Regions from separate parts of the Mus musculus genome. Here region 1 is linked to region 2. The links are chromatin contacts, called in public Hi-C maps. All regions are on one chromosome and are shown on one strand. Each heading gives the region's core, a stretch centred on a gene start, on an enhancer-like site or on the middle of the called end of the contact. The rest is flanking DNA. Distances are from core to core; before and after follow the strand shown.

What was found. A called contact is a pair of places that touch in the nucleus more often than the background predicts.
Region 1: a Hi-C map of CD8 T cells shows a contact between it and region 2, with 1.6 times the contacts expected there. The contact joins two enhancer-like sites. A contact is called at or near these places in 3 of 39 promoter capture datasets (the 3T3-L1 cell line, the C10 cell line and the HPC-7 cell line), 17 of 484 Hi-C or Micro-C datasets (B cells, the C2C12 cell line, CD4 T cells and 11 more) and 3 of 115 datasets of contacts at active chromatin or transcription factors (embryonic stem cells, kidney and memory CD8 T cells).

Annotation. Positions count from the first base shown.
Region 1 is chr1:43,840,773-43,848,135 of GRCm38.p6, reverse strand. No RefSeq gene overlaps it. Among named protein-coding and RNA genes, the nearest start is that of Uxs1, 17 kb to the right of the region's middle. Within about 2 kb of position 4,490, at least 21 of the 459 cell types and tissues checked have an H3K27ac peak or open chromatin away from gene starts, as enhancers often do. A contact at or near this core is called in CD8 T cells and memory CD8 T cells, where this site is marked.
Region 2 is chr1:43,887,148-43,893,729 of GRCm38.p6, reverse strand. It overlaps the pseudogene Gm19587. Among named protein-coding and RNA genes, the nearest start is that of Tpp2, 44 kb to the left of the region's middle. Within about 2 kb of position 5,064, at least 31 of the 459 cell types and tissues checked have an H3K27ac peak or open chromatin away from gene starts, as enhancers often do. A contact at or near this core is called in CD8 T cells and memory CD8 T cells, where this site is marked.

The sequences.
Region 1 (7,363 bases), core at 3,241-5,740, 45 kb after region 2:
ACTTGCAAACTTTATATGCCCTAGTACAGGGGAGCACCAGGGCCAAAAAAGGGGGAGTGGGTGGGCAGGGGAGTGGGGGTGGGTGGATATGGGGGACTTTTGGTATAGCATTGGAAATGTAAATGAGTTAAATACCTAATAAAAAATGGAAAAATAAATAAATAAATAAATAAATCTTCAAATGATGGATCACAGGGCTCCCAATGGAGGAGCTAGAGAAAGTACCCAAGGAACTAAAGGGATCTGCAACCCTATAGGTGGAACAACATTATGAACTAACCAGTACCCCGGAGCTCTTGACTCTAGCTGCATACGTATCAAAAGATGGCCTAGTCGGCCATCACTGGAAAGAGAGGCCCATTGGACACGCAAACTTTATATGCCCCAGTACAGGGGAACGCCAGGGCCAAATAGGGGGAGTGGGTGGGTACGGGAGTGGGGGTGGGTGGGTATGGGGGACTTTTGGTATAGCATTGGAAATGTAAATGAGCTAAATACCTAATAAAAATGGAAAAAAATAGCTGATAGAAGATAATAATAACAGAAATATAGTTGCAGGGAAATAGTGTCTTCCACTTTAGCAGGACAGCTACTAGAAGGAGTAGAGCTAATAACGTGAAATTGGGGACAAAAGGTGTTGTCCCACTTGTACAGGACCACATTGACATTGGTCTTTGCTTTCACAAAGCTGCCATCTACACATCACCACAGACTCTTTTGCAGATGGTGCATGCCTCATGCATATTTCCACTTCAGGAACCCAACAGAAATTGTCTGTCATTATAAAAAAAAAAGTCACATAAATTTCCAGCACAGAAACACTGGAAATACCAAGTTAGGATGCCAGGTTAGGTGTCTGCTGAGGTCCAAAGATCCAGTCCCTGACTACAGCCTTCTTGCTGTGTTCCCATGGCAGAAGGAATACATGAGCTCTCAGGGTCTCGTCTAAGGATAGAACCTCATTCATGAGTACTCCTTACATACTTGTGACTTGATAATCTGCCAGAGGCTCTTAATTACATTACCCTGTGGTCCTAGTTACCATACACAGGTTTCAGGAGGACATAAACGTCCACTCTACAGCACAGAGGATCTGGTATTTCAGCGGCTCAATCTCAAAAGTGAGAAAGAAATTGGAGTGTCTGAGTCTTTGGAGAGGGCTGGCTTAGGGACGAATGCTGACGATGTAGAAGCAGCAGATGGGTCCCTGGTCAGGGTTTAGGCTGGGAAGATTGTTCCATGTTTATTCCTAAAAAATACACTTCTAGAAACCTATGTGAGGGCTGGCAACACAACTCAGAGGTGGGAAAAAAAGCATTGACCACATAAACCTAAGGACCTGAGAGTGAATCCCAGAGCTCATACAAAGATAAAAAGAGAGAACTAACTTGGGGCTGGGGAGATGGCTCAGCAGTTAAGATCACTGACTGCTCTTCCAAAGGTCCTGAGTTCAATTCCCAGCAACCACATGGTGGTGTATATCCATCTGCAATGGAATTCGATGTACTTTTCTGATGTGTCTGAAGAGAGTGACAACATATTCACGTATATAAAATAATAAATCATTGAAAGAACCAACTCCACAAGTTGTCCTGATCTTCACACGTGTACCATAAAATGTATGTGCCCACACATTCATCATACACTATACACACAGTAAACATTAATAATTGTGCCAAAAACTTTAAAAATGTTATATGAACGTCATATTTTAGCACATTGAATCTTTAAAAAATTGTACCTCAGATAACTAACATTAGTGTAGCAGTCTCATTGCAGGTTATTTTAGAGTAATGCACATATTGGCCAATATGATGTGAGTAGTATAATACCTATTGTTCATATGAGAAAAGTAAAGCTCTCAGAAGATGAATGGAGGAGTGACATGCCAGCATGAGAGGAGTCTACAGAAGAGCCTGAGTACCGCTGTTTGTGGTCCAGAGAGGAAGGGGCTATCAACATGAGAGATGAATAGCAGAGCTAGTTGGCACCCAACGGCTGCAGAAGCTCAGAGAAGAGACATAGGACCAAGGTAGATGTGAAAGGCAACCTGAGCAATGTAGGTGTTCCCTGAAAAGCTGTATGAGATCTGTACTGTGACTAGCTTAGGAACAGAAAAGCCCTCAGCAGTTTTGTGCTGTCTTTCTTGGTCTCACCTAAGGTGTAAACCACCCCTTTGTCTTGTATCCTGTCTGAATATGTCGCCCACTCATGTGTTGCTTCATCACTGTCTCTGTCTCAAATCTACTGTCACTGCAGCTCTGTGTTCAGATAATTCTTCATAGAAGATCATTGCTACCACAGTGCTTGTGTTTTCTGGCTACCTCTATCTTACTATGGAGTGGCATTGCCATCTCATACCATCACAGGAAGAACAGTGCGCGTAATATTTTAAGGGTAAAACAGCCAGTTTGTGTTACTTTTACTGTAGCATGCAGTTAAACATTGATGTTAACCTGTTATTGTGTTTAGTTTATAGGCTAAGTTTATCCACATTCATGTACAGAAATACAGTATGCATAAGGCTTGGTGCTATTCCACTGGAGACTTGTCATGTATTTCCCATGGATAAGGGTTTACTAGTACTACTGAAGGACAGCACGGTACAAAGATGCATACTTAACACTCTCACCAGACTTAATATATTTATACATACACACAGTCCAAAAGGAGAACATGGAAGCCATCATTTAACCAAAGCCTCCTTAGTAAATGTGTTTTCCATATATGTACAACTTTCAGCCAAGTAAAGCTTAAGTACCAAAATATTTTTAGTTAAAGCTGTTTTATATGGAAATATTTCTACAATGAGATAATCCCTATAAAGCATGGAACACAAGTCCTGGCACATAAAGTTCAATAAGTGTTAGTAATTTTTAATGTTAATTAAGTGTATTATGTAAGTGCCTGCCTTAGGAATCAGAGTAAACAGAGTATAATTACTTCTCTTGATGGCCCAAGGTCATCATAAATATTAATTACTTAATGAGGCTATGAGCACAAGGACATCTTGGAAGTTACCAGGAATTCTGGGGTTGCTGGCCCCTGCACAAAGCAGCTCCAATGTGAGGGATAGCTAATGGTGGGGCTGGCAGTCAGCTAACGACTACTCATTCTATCAAGCTCTCAGTTCTTATGGCTGTCAATGTGCCTACACTGGCTATTTCTCACCTCACAATTTCCTACCACTAAGCATCTTTGAACTGAGACATTAAGCCAATTAAATATTGGAAATACATACAAACAAGGACTGGTCTATTTAACCCACCTCAACCCATTTCCTGATTCTTCAGAAACCCTGAAGTTTCCAGAGTGAGGTCTGTGAGTCTATCCAGGTGCGATGCTGCCTACCTATAATAACAACAATCAAGAGGCTGTGGCAGGAGGATTGAAAGCTTGAGGCCATCCTGAGCTACATAGTGATACTCTGTCTCAAAAAATAAAATATAGGAACAGACAAGAGGCCCACTTGCCCTTGGAACTTTCCCATGCCTTCAGTTTGGATCCCAGGACATCCTAACTAAGAAGATCTCCCAAATCAAATGGGTAGTACCTTAGTTGGGGTTTCTACTGTCAGGAAGAGGCACCACGGACATAGCAACTCTTATAAAGAAAAATATTTAGTTAGGGATGGCTTACATTTCATAGGTTTGGCCCATTATCATCATGGTAGGAAGCACGGTGGCATGCAGGCAGACATGGCGCTGGAGAGGTAGCTGAGATTTCTACATCTGGATTAGCAGGCATCAAGAAGAGAAAGAGAGCAACTAGGCCTGGCTTGAGCATCTGAAATCTCAAAGCCCACACCACAGAGACAAACTTCCTCCAAAAAGGCCACACCCCCCTAATAGCCTATGGGGGCTGTTTTCATTCAGACTGTCACAGGTAGGAAGAAACTGCACAGCTTAAAATATGTGTTGATTGTTAGCCAACTGTCCTGGTAGTGGAGGTAGGTGCAGCCTGGAACATGTGCAGACTGAATGTTTCTGGGCAGGTATGACTTCAAGACTAGAAATACTTTCTTAAGTAAATAGTTTGCTCAAATGTCCACATGTCTTTTCCTTTGTCCCTATCCTTTAGAATGCAGAGTTGACATTTAATCAAGATTCTAGAGAAATTAAAGCCCCCTACTTCAGTGCTGGACTTGTGGTAGATGCTTGCCTAGCCTATCCTTTTCTCTTATTCTTCCAGCCACATCCTTTAAATCTCAGCTTCTGAGAGAAGACTTATGCATTTGATTCTTCTGACATCACACGGGTGCAGGCAGGAAGGAGGAAGGGCCGTGGTGGCTGCCAGTGGAGAACAGGCCCATTATCGACAGTAGGAGTGTCATGGGGCCTGGTCATTTCTGTTCCTCCTGAGAATGTTATTTTAAAGAAAAGTCTTCCTCATGACTGAAGGAGATTTTCACACGTAAGACATAGACCAGCAGCCGGTGTATCAGTGACATGTCATGCTGTCACTCTACACATAGGTTCACAGATTGTTCACAGATTGTGGATGTGGTAGAAGAGACTGTTGGTGGGTGGTAGGTGTGAGAGAATTGCAGTCTCTTGTTTCCACCAGAGTCCCTATTTCTATTTTTCTTCCCCAGTACTGAATGACTCATTCCCACTATTTCATTTCCTCTTTGTTAAAGTTTATGTTTTTTCCTGTTGAACTTGTCTAATAGGGTGCAGCACTCCTAGAGAAGTCTATTTTCTAGTGTCACCTTGTGTCCAGAACATCTTAAGTAGGACACAAGTGGAAGATAGTGCTGAGGATAACCTGTGGTGGCTTCTACTTAACCGATTTCATATGAGATAATGATGAAAGACTAACTCTGAGAAAGGCGCTATACTGTGTACAGCAAATTTCCTTTAAACATATGTTCATGTGTGATGCTTATTTTATTTGAAAAATTTTATAATAGTTTTAAAAATAATTTTAAATTAATTTAATAGTTATGTTACATATTATATATAAATAAAATTTTAAAATAAAAAATTTAAAGTAAAAATTAAATTTAAAAACTTTTCATGGTCTTTAATTTTAAAAAGAAAAATTGTTTCCAGGTGATTGAATCTTTGAAGCACATTTTCAATAGCTTAGTCTCAATGTGATCAGTACTCTAGCTGAAGGACAGACTGTGCAAAGTTGCCCAACTACATGTATTTTACATGACTGTCCACCCACACAAAAGGGAATATTCTGATCTACAGTTCAGGTGCTAATTAAAGCATCTAGGTAGAGCCTTTTGCCATCTCAAATAAATTTCACCTACCTTCTTAGGGAGGCGAGATGAGCATTCTTATCCCTCTTTTGGGCCAGGCCTATGTACTTTTATTCTCAATACAATTTCCCAGTATCACTATATCCATAATTTAGTTAATGTACTTACATTTAATTTTCTGATAATGAACAAAATTAGAGTAGATCAAGATGACTAGATGGAAGAAATATGCATTGCACTTGACAACAGTTTTCAAAAGCGGACTCTGTAAACTGTGAATGTGTGCATCTGAAAGATGCTCTCTTAATTTGCTGTTACAAAATTAATTGCTGGGCACACTCCAGAGAACTAAATTTTTTTAATTTAATGTTTGCTAGTACAAATTTCATGAAATAACAAATTGAAAAGGTGGTTTTCTTATATAATGGGCTCCCTGTGAGCTAGATGGTCAAGAAGTAATACTGAGCAGCCACAACAAGGTAGTTGAGTTAAACTACACTCAATGCAATGTTTCATTTCCTCTTTGTTAAAGTTTATGTTTTTTCCTGTTGAAGTTGTCTAATAGGGTGCAGCCTTCCTAGAGAAGTCTATTTTCTAGTGTCACCTTGTGTCCAGAACATCTTAAGCAGGACACAAGTGGAAGATAGTGCTGAGGATAACCCATGGTGTAGTAAAAAATTGTGTAGCAATAGCATAGAACCCAGACATATCCTCCTCACATTGTAAATCAGCTTAGACATTTTACAATACTCAATATAATGTTGATTCTAAGAAAACACATTGAATTATTAGGAAATCGTGGTCTCTGCATGGACATTAAAGACCAGAATTCAATACCTGTTCATCAGACATTACCAAGGAGAAATGGTGCAAAACCTCAGAGACAATCACAGTTCATGCTTTGCATGATGTAGAACACAGGAGGGAAAGCTTTAAGGAAAACCTGCAGGGGGGCTGGTGAGATGGCTTAGTGGGTAAGAGCACCCGACTGCTCTTCCAAAGGTCAGGAGTTCAAATCCCAGCAACCACATGGTGGCTCACAACCATCCGTAATGAGATCTGACTCCCTCTTCTGGAGTGTCTGAGGACAGCTACAGTGTACTTACATATAATAAATAAATAAATAAATCTTTAAAAAAAAAAAAACCTGCAGGACTTCCCTGCCCATCACTAACATAGCCAAAGGCACTCTGGTCATTGTGTGTTCTTCCTATGAGCCTTCCAAATTCTAAAGAAATTTGAACGTAAACATTTCAAAAATTAATAGTCACATAACAGTGATCTTTCTGAAACTGCTTCAGTGTGTCAACAGCAGATCCCATGTTCTGATGCTTTTTGGACATGGAGGATGCTCTAGAAAGACTGCCATGTGAATCTTAAAGATACTCATCTCTACCCTACCCAATGTGTCTGTGTTTAAATAAAATAAACACTATCTGAAGTTAGAAGAAAGCACCTTGGAACCCTCTCTTACACCTCATAACACAATGGGTTTGGTCCTCTTTGGCCAAGGATCATTAAATCTGTTAGAGCATCTCCTGGAGTCCTTGTCTGACTTGAGAGGGCCTTTATTGTGCTTTAAGTTCTAGTCCCTCCTGGTCATTTTGTTGCCTCTTTTTTGTCTCAAGTGAAACAGAGTGCTTTAGAATGAATGCCTAGGCTTACTCCATATCCCTGTAGTAATAGCCTTCCAGGAGCTAACAAAAGTGGAGACATGGCTGTACTCTCTGAGTCTACTCCTCAATATTGTCATCACCTTAGCAGTTTCCCAAAGACTAGACAGTTCAGGGTTCCACATCCATGGATTCAGTTTGAAAAACCTGGGCATGATATATACACCTATAATTTCAGCCTTCAAGAGATAGAGATAGGAGGATTTTCAATCCAAGACTACCCTGGGCTACATGTGAGATTCTATCTTAATACATCATTGCTCTCATGGGAAAAAAAAAAGAAACGGAAGGGAAAAGGAAATATAGAAGGATATATATGAGGAAAAGTGGAAGGAGAGAAGAGGAGAAGGAAGAAGAGACTATTTAAAAGATGTTATTTCTGTGCTACACATGCAGATTTCTATCTGCTTATCATGATTTCCTAATAATTCGACGTGTTTTCTTAGAGTCAACACTGATGTTGAATATTGTAAAACAT
Region 2 (6,582 bases), core at 3,815-6,314:
CACCGTACAATGTGCGTGCCTGTGTGTTCCTCTCTGTGCTAACAAACAGAACAGTGTTTCTGTGAGTATTCGCATATACAGTTAGGTTTAAATATCTTATGCAGAGAATGTATGTTTTTAAGAAGACAACAAGAACGTTTCTCACAAAAGATGTCATCTTCAAAAACGTATTCAGTAAATTCTGCTTTTAGGTTAATAATCACTTACTAGTGAGTACATACTATGTGTGTTCTTTTGTGTCTGGGTTACCTCAATCATGATATTCCTAGTTCCATCCATTTGCCTGCAAGTTTCATGAAGTCATTGTTTTTTTCTTTCTTTTCTTTTTTTCTTTTTTTGGTTTTTCAAGACAGGGTTTCTCTGTGTAGCCCTGCCTGTTCTGGAACTCACTCTGGCTGGCCTGCCTCTGCCTCCCAAGTGCTGGGATTATAGGCGTGCGCCACCACGCCCGGCATCACCTTTATTTTTAAATAAGGAAAAAATAGCGAAAATCATCCACAATGAGTCACCACGCCTGGCAAGTCATTGTTTTTTTTTTTTTTTTTTTAAGATTTATTTTATTAATATATGTAAGTATACTGTAGCTGTCTTCAGATGCACCAGAAGAGGGCGTCAGATCTCATTATGGGTGGTTGTGAGCCACCATGTGGTTGCTGGGATTTGAACTTTGGACCTTCGGAAGAGCAGTCGGGTGCTCTTACCCACTGAGCCATCTCTCCAGCCCAAGTCATTGTTTTTAATACCTGTTTTATACCATAGTGTATATGTACCATATTTTCTGTATCCATTCGACTGTTTAGGGGCATCTTGGTTGCCTACAGCTTCTGGCCATTATAAACAAGGCTGTTATGAACATAGTGGAGCGTATGCTTTTGTTATATCATGGAGCACCTTTTGGGTATATGCCCAGGAGCGGTATATCTGGGTCTTTCCAATTTTCTCAGGAACCGCCAGACTGATTTCCAAAGTGGTTTTACTAGCTTGCTGTCCCACCAACAATGGAGGAGTGTTCCTCTTTCTCTACATTCTCACCAGCATCTGCTGCCACCTGCATTTTTGACCTTAGCCATTCTGACTGGTGTAAGGTGGAATCTCAGGGTCATTTTGACTTGCATTTCCCTGATGACTAAGGATGTTGAACATTTCTTTAAGTACTTCTCTGCCATTCGAGATTCTTCGGTTGAGAATTTTCTATTTACTTCTGTACTCCACTTTTTAATAGGATTCTTTGGTTCTCTGAGTCTGCCTTCTTGAGTTCTTTTTGGAGATTAGCCCTCTATCAGATGTAGGGTTGGTAAATATCCTCTTCCAATCTGTGGGTTGTCACTTTTTTTGTTAGTTTGTTTTTTGGTTTTTGTTTTTTTGTTTTTTTGAGACAGGGCTTCTCTGTGTAGCTCTGGCTGTCCTGGAACTCACTCTGTAGGCCAGGCTGGCCTCGAACTCAGAAATCCACCTGCCTCTGCCTCCCAAGTGCTGGGAGCTTTTCAATTTTATGAGGTCCCATTTGTCAATTGTTTCTCTCAAAGAATAATCCATTGGTGTTCTGTTGAGGAAGTTTTCCCCTGTGACCAAGTATTCTAGGATCTTCCCCACTTTCTGTTCTTTTAGATTCAGTGTATCTGGTTTTATGTGGAGGTCCTTGATCCACTTGGATTTGAGCTTGATGCAAGGAGATAGTTGTGGAGTAATTGGCTTTCTTCTACATGCAGACCTCCAGTTGAACCAGCACCATTTGTTGAAAATGCTGTCTTTTTTCCAATGAATGGTTTTAGCTTCTTTGTTAAAGATCAAGTGACCATAAGTATGTGGGTTTTTGGGCTGGTGAAATGGCTCAGTGGGTAAGAGCACCCGACTGCTCTTCCGAAGGTCCGAAGTTCAAATCCCAGCAACCACATGGTGGCTCACAACCATCTGTAACATGATCTGACGCCCTCTTCTGGAGTGTCTGAAGACAGCTACAGTGTACTTACATATAATAAATAAATAAATCTTAAAAAAAATAAGTATGTGGGTTCATGTTTGGGTCTTCAATTCTATTCCATTGATCTGCTTGCCTGTTTCTGTACCAATACCATGCAGCTTTTAGTCACTATTGCTCTGTAGTATAGCTTGAGGTCAGGGATGGTGATGCCCCCAGAAGATTTTATTGTTGAGAATAATTTTCACTATTCTGTTTTTGTTGTTGTTGTTGTTATCCCAAATGCATTTGAGAATGTTCTTTCTAAGTCTATGAAGAATTGAGATGGAATTTTGATGGGAATTACATTGAATCTGTAGGTTGCTTTTGGTAAAATGGCCATTTTTACTATATTAATCCTGCCAATCCACGATCATGTGAGTTCTTTCCATTTCTTCAAATTCTTTCTTCAGAAACTTGAAGTTGTTGCCATACAGATCTTTCACTTGCTTAGTTAGAGTTACACCAAGGTATTTTTTATATATGTGATTTATATATATATATATATATATATATATATATATATATATATATATATATATATTTATTTAAAGGGTGTCGTACCTCTTGTATTCTGCTGGTGATGCTTGTATCTGTGACTCCTGTACTCTTTCCTAGGTTTTCCATTTCCCCTTTGAGTTTTCTTTAATGATTCTATTTCCACTTTTAGATCCTAAATGGTTTTGTTCAATTCCTTCACCTGTCTATTGCATTCTCCTGTATTTCTTTAAGGGATTTATGTGTTTCCTCCTTAAGGGCTTTTAGCTGTTTACCTGTGTTCTTCTGTGTTTCTTTAAGGCAGCTATTTATGTCCTTCTTAAAGCCTTCTATCATCTTCATGAAATGAGAGTTTAGATCTCAATCTTGTTTTAAGGGTGTGTGTGGGTACCCAGGACTTGCTGTAGTGGGATAACTGAGTTCTGATGTTGCCAAGCCAAATTGATGTCTTTTGTTTATGTTCTTATGCTTGCCTCTCACCATCTGGTTATCTCTGTTGTTATCTGGGTTCCTCGTCTCTTACTGGGGCCTGTCCATTCTGTGATCCTGGGGGAGTCCAGCTGCCACTGGTGTTTGTGCTCTGTGGGATCAGGTCTCTGCTACCAGCAAGCAGAGCTGGGAAGCAGAAGGTGCCTGTGACTCTGACTGGGCAGGGAATCTGCTTCCCCAGGTCACAGGGATCTTGATAAGCCAGGTCTCGGGGCAGGGTATAAAGTCTCAGCTATGAAGCTGAATGTGTCTGCATACCTGAGAAGTCGAGCTGCTTCTGGGGTGTGGGATGTGTGGGGATGGGTCTCTGCTCCTGGCAAGCACAGGTGGGAACTGGCTAAGTTCTGCTTTCTAACGGATTTACTTCAGTATGGTAATATAATTTGTCACTATTTTCCTGTATTTTCATTTATGCACTTTGCAGAAAACCATACAATTCATTATAGTTGAAAAAAAAAGTAATTTAACATAAATGCTACATAAATCACAACACAATATGCATGCCTGTATGTTCCTGTCAGTGCTAAAAATCAGGGAGTGTTTCTTTAAATATTCCCAGGTACAGTTACTTTCAAATATCTTAGGTAGTAAACATGTATTTCTAAGAAGACAACAAGACAGCACCCAGAGGAACCTGGACCCCCAGGAGCTCTAACATGCCAGGAACATAGCACACAGAGGAAGCTGGACTTCCAGGTGCTCTCACACAACCCAGGATCATAAGATCATAGGGTCACAGGATCACAGGATCTCAGGAGCTTTGTCACACCATGACGTCAGCATCCCAGAGGCAGCTTGACTCCCAGGAGCTCTTATACCCAGGATCTCAGGATCACAGGATCACAGAGACAACTGGACCCTGAGGAGTCCTGACACAAACAAGATAACCGGAGGGACAGGCCCCAGGCAGAGACAGTGAGTGCAGCTAGCACTAGAGATATCCAGAGTTCCCGTGTACAGTTAGCTTTGAATATCTTAGGCAATAAAGGTGTGTTTTTAAAAAAGAAAACAAGGTTTCTCACAAGACATGTCATGTTCAACACACATTAAGTAAGTTCTTTTTTTTTAATAGTTAAGAGACTTTATTCTAACAGCTATAATTACAGTGCTTGTAGAAATGAAAACTGAAAACAAGTATACAAAACAGTTGATTACTAATTGTGTATTGAAAGCGGTAAGAGGTTCCACGACACCAAATAAACCAGTTCTGAGATTTCCCCAAGATAAATTTAACAGCTCCAGCTTCTTCAGTGTTTATCAAAATGCAAAAGAAAAAAGTAGAGGTCGTCTTTCGATGGCAAATCGGACCCTTGCAGGCTGAGGGAGGAAGCTACTTCACACATGGAGATGGGGGTGCTCCAGGATGTGGGTCTGTAATGGGCCGACCCTCCCACCTTGCACGCACTCCTGCTGGTGAGACCCAGGCCTCCTGCCAGCGCGTCCAAGTGGGCCCAAGAGTAGGCTGGGTATGCAGGCTGCCACTGGGCCTTGCACACACCAAGTACAAGCCAGGCCCTGCACCCCACAATGGCTCCCAGCCTACCCTACGTAATCGTGTGAGCACAAGTACAAGCACAATGCTATGGAATGCAGGTGACCCAAAGACATGCGAGTCACGGGGGCTCTACTGTGACCATGCGGCGGATGATGGTTTGTTTGTCACCTTCTCTCCTGTTCCCACAGCGAGACAGGTGATCTGATAACTAGCATTCAGGCCATTAACTGCAAAACCTACACTAGGCATAGTCTCCGTTCTGTGTGTTCAAGTGTTCTTGTCCTGAATTTTTAACTATTTTTTTAAAAAAATGCACTGAGTTTGGGTTAAAAACCAACCACCAAATGGATACCGACACCAGTTTACAGCCCAATGGCTCCCGGAGGCCAGGTGCCCCTACACCCAAATCCCTTCTCAGTACTGACAGTGAGTTGATTCTCTTTTTACAATAAAAAAGCTAAGTAATATTGCATAGGAGTACCAGAAACTGCCTCAGTGGAAACAGAAACTATTTACATTAAATAAAAACCTGGCTGCAGGCTGCGTCTGCACATGTACAGCACGGTGCGATGCACAATGTGACCAACCCATGGAGACAGCTTCTGGCACTTAGGACCACAGAGTTGCACGTTTGCCACATGAGAGGAAAGCTGAGGGCAGAGAAGAGGAAGTGAGGGGGATGGAGGGGGTCTGGTTCACTTCTGGTTCCGGAGCTGATTAGACAGCCAATCTAGTCCTTCATAGAGCCTGTCCCCGCTGGTGGCACAGGTGGCCTGAATGTACCAGTTCCTGTGGCGTAGAGAGTGCAGCCCCAGCTTGTGACCGCTGTGATTTTGGCCGCTTTCACGGCATTGGGGAGGTTCTGCTTGCTGGCAAACACCAAGAGAACAGCATCTCGGAGCTCATCTTCAGCTAGCATCCTCATGAGCTCTTCACAGGCCTCGTTCACACGCTCTCTGTCATTGCTGTCCACTACGAAGATCAAGCCTTGGGTGTTCTGGAAGTAGTGGCGCCACAGCGGCGGGATCTTGTCCTGGCCGCCCACATCCCACACAGTGAAGCTGATATTCTTGTATTCTTGTATTGAAACCAATAGTGGGAATGGTGGTCACAATTTCGCGCAGCTTCAGTTTGTATAGAATTGTTGTCTTCCCTGCAGCATCCAGGCCCACCATAAGAATGTGCATTTCTTTTTTGCCAAAAAGGCCCTTGAAGAGGTTTGCAAAGATATTCCCCATGTTTGTGGACAGGTGGAATCGATATTGGCCAAAGACCTCCGTGGCGGCTGCTCCCAGCCAGGCATTGGTTTCGCTCTCCATTAAGTAAGTTCTTACTTGCATTTTAGTCTGCAACACTGTATGTCATTACTTTATTGTTTTTTTACATGCCCATTTCACAGAAAATTGTCCAATGCGTTATAGCTTTAAAAAAGTACTTTAACATAGATGCTACACAAAACACAGTACAATGTGAATGCCTGTGTATTCTGCGCTGTGCTAGAAATCAGAAGGGTGTTTAGTTTAGAACTCCCATATATACTTAGCTTAAACATCATAGGAGGTAAAGGTGTGTTGTTAAGAAGAAAACAAGAATTTTACTCACAATAGATGTCATATTCAAATTGCATAACATTCTTATTTATAATTAATTTACTTTATATGGGGTACTTTATGTCATTACTTTCATATATTTTTGCATACACATTTCACAGAAAACTGTAAAATGATCTACCGCTGGAAAAAAAAAGTTCTTTAACATAGACGCTAGAGAAAACACAGTACAACGTGAATGAATGCATGTTCCTCTGTGTGCTAATAACGAGAAGAGTGTTTTTTTTAAGTGTTCCTGAGTACATCTTAGGTGGTAAATTAATGTTGTTAAGAAGAAAACAGAAAATCTTCTCACAGTAGACGTCATGTTCAAAAGGCATTAAACAGTTCTTATTCTTATTGGATTTTCTTTAGTCTGCAACACTGTATGTCATTACTTTAATGTATTTTCACGTGCACATTTCACAGAAAATTGTACAATTTGATATAGCTGGAAGAAAAGTACTTTAACATAGATGCTACACAAAACACAGTACAACGTGAATGTCTGAGTGTTCCTCTCTGTGCTAATAACAAGAAGTGTTTGTTTTAGT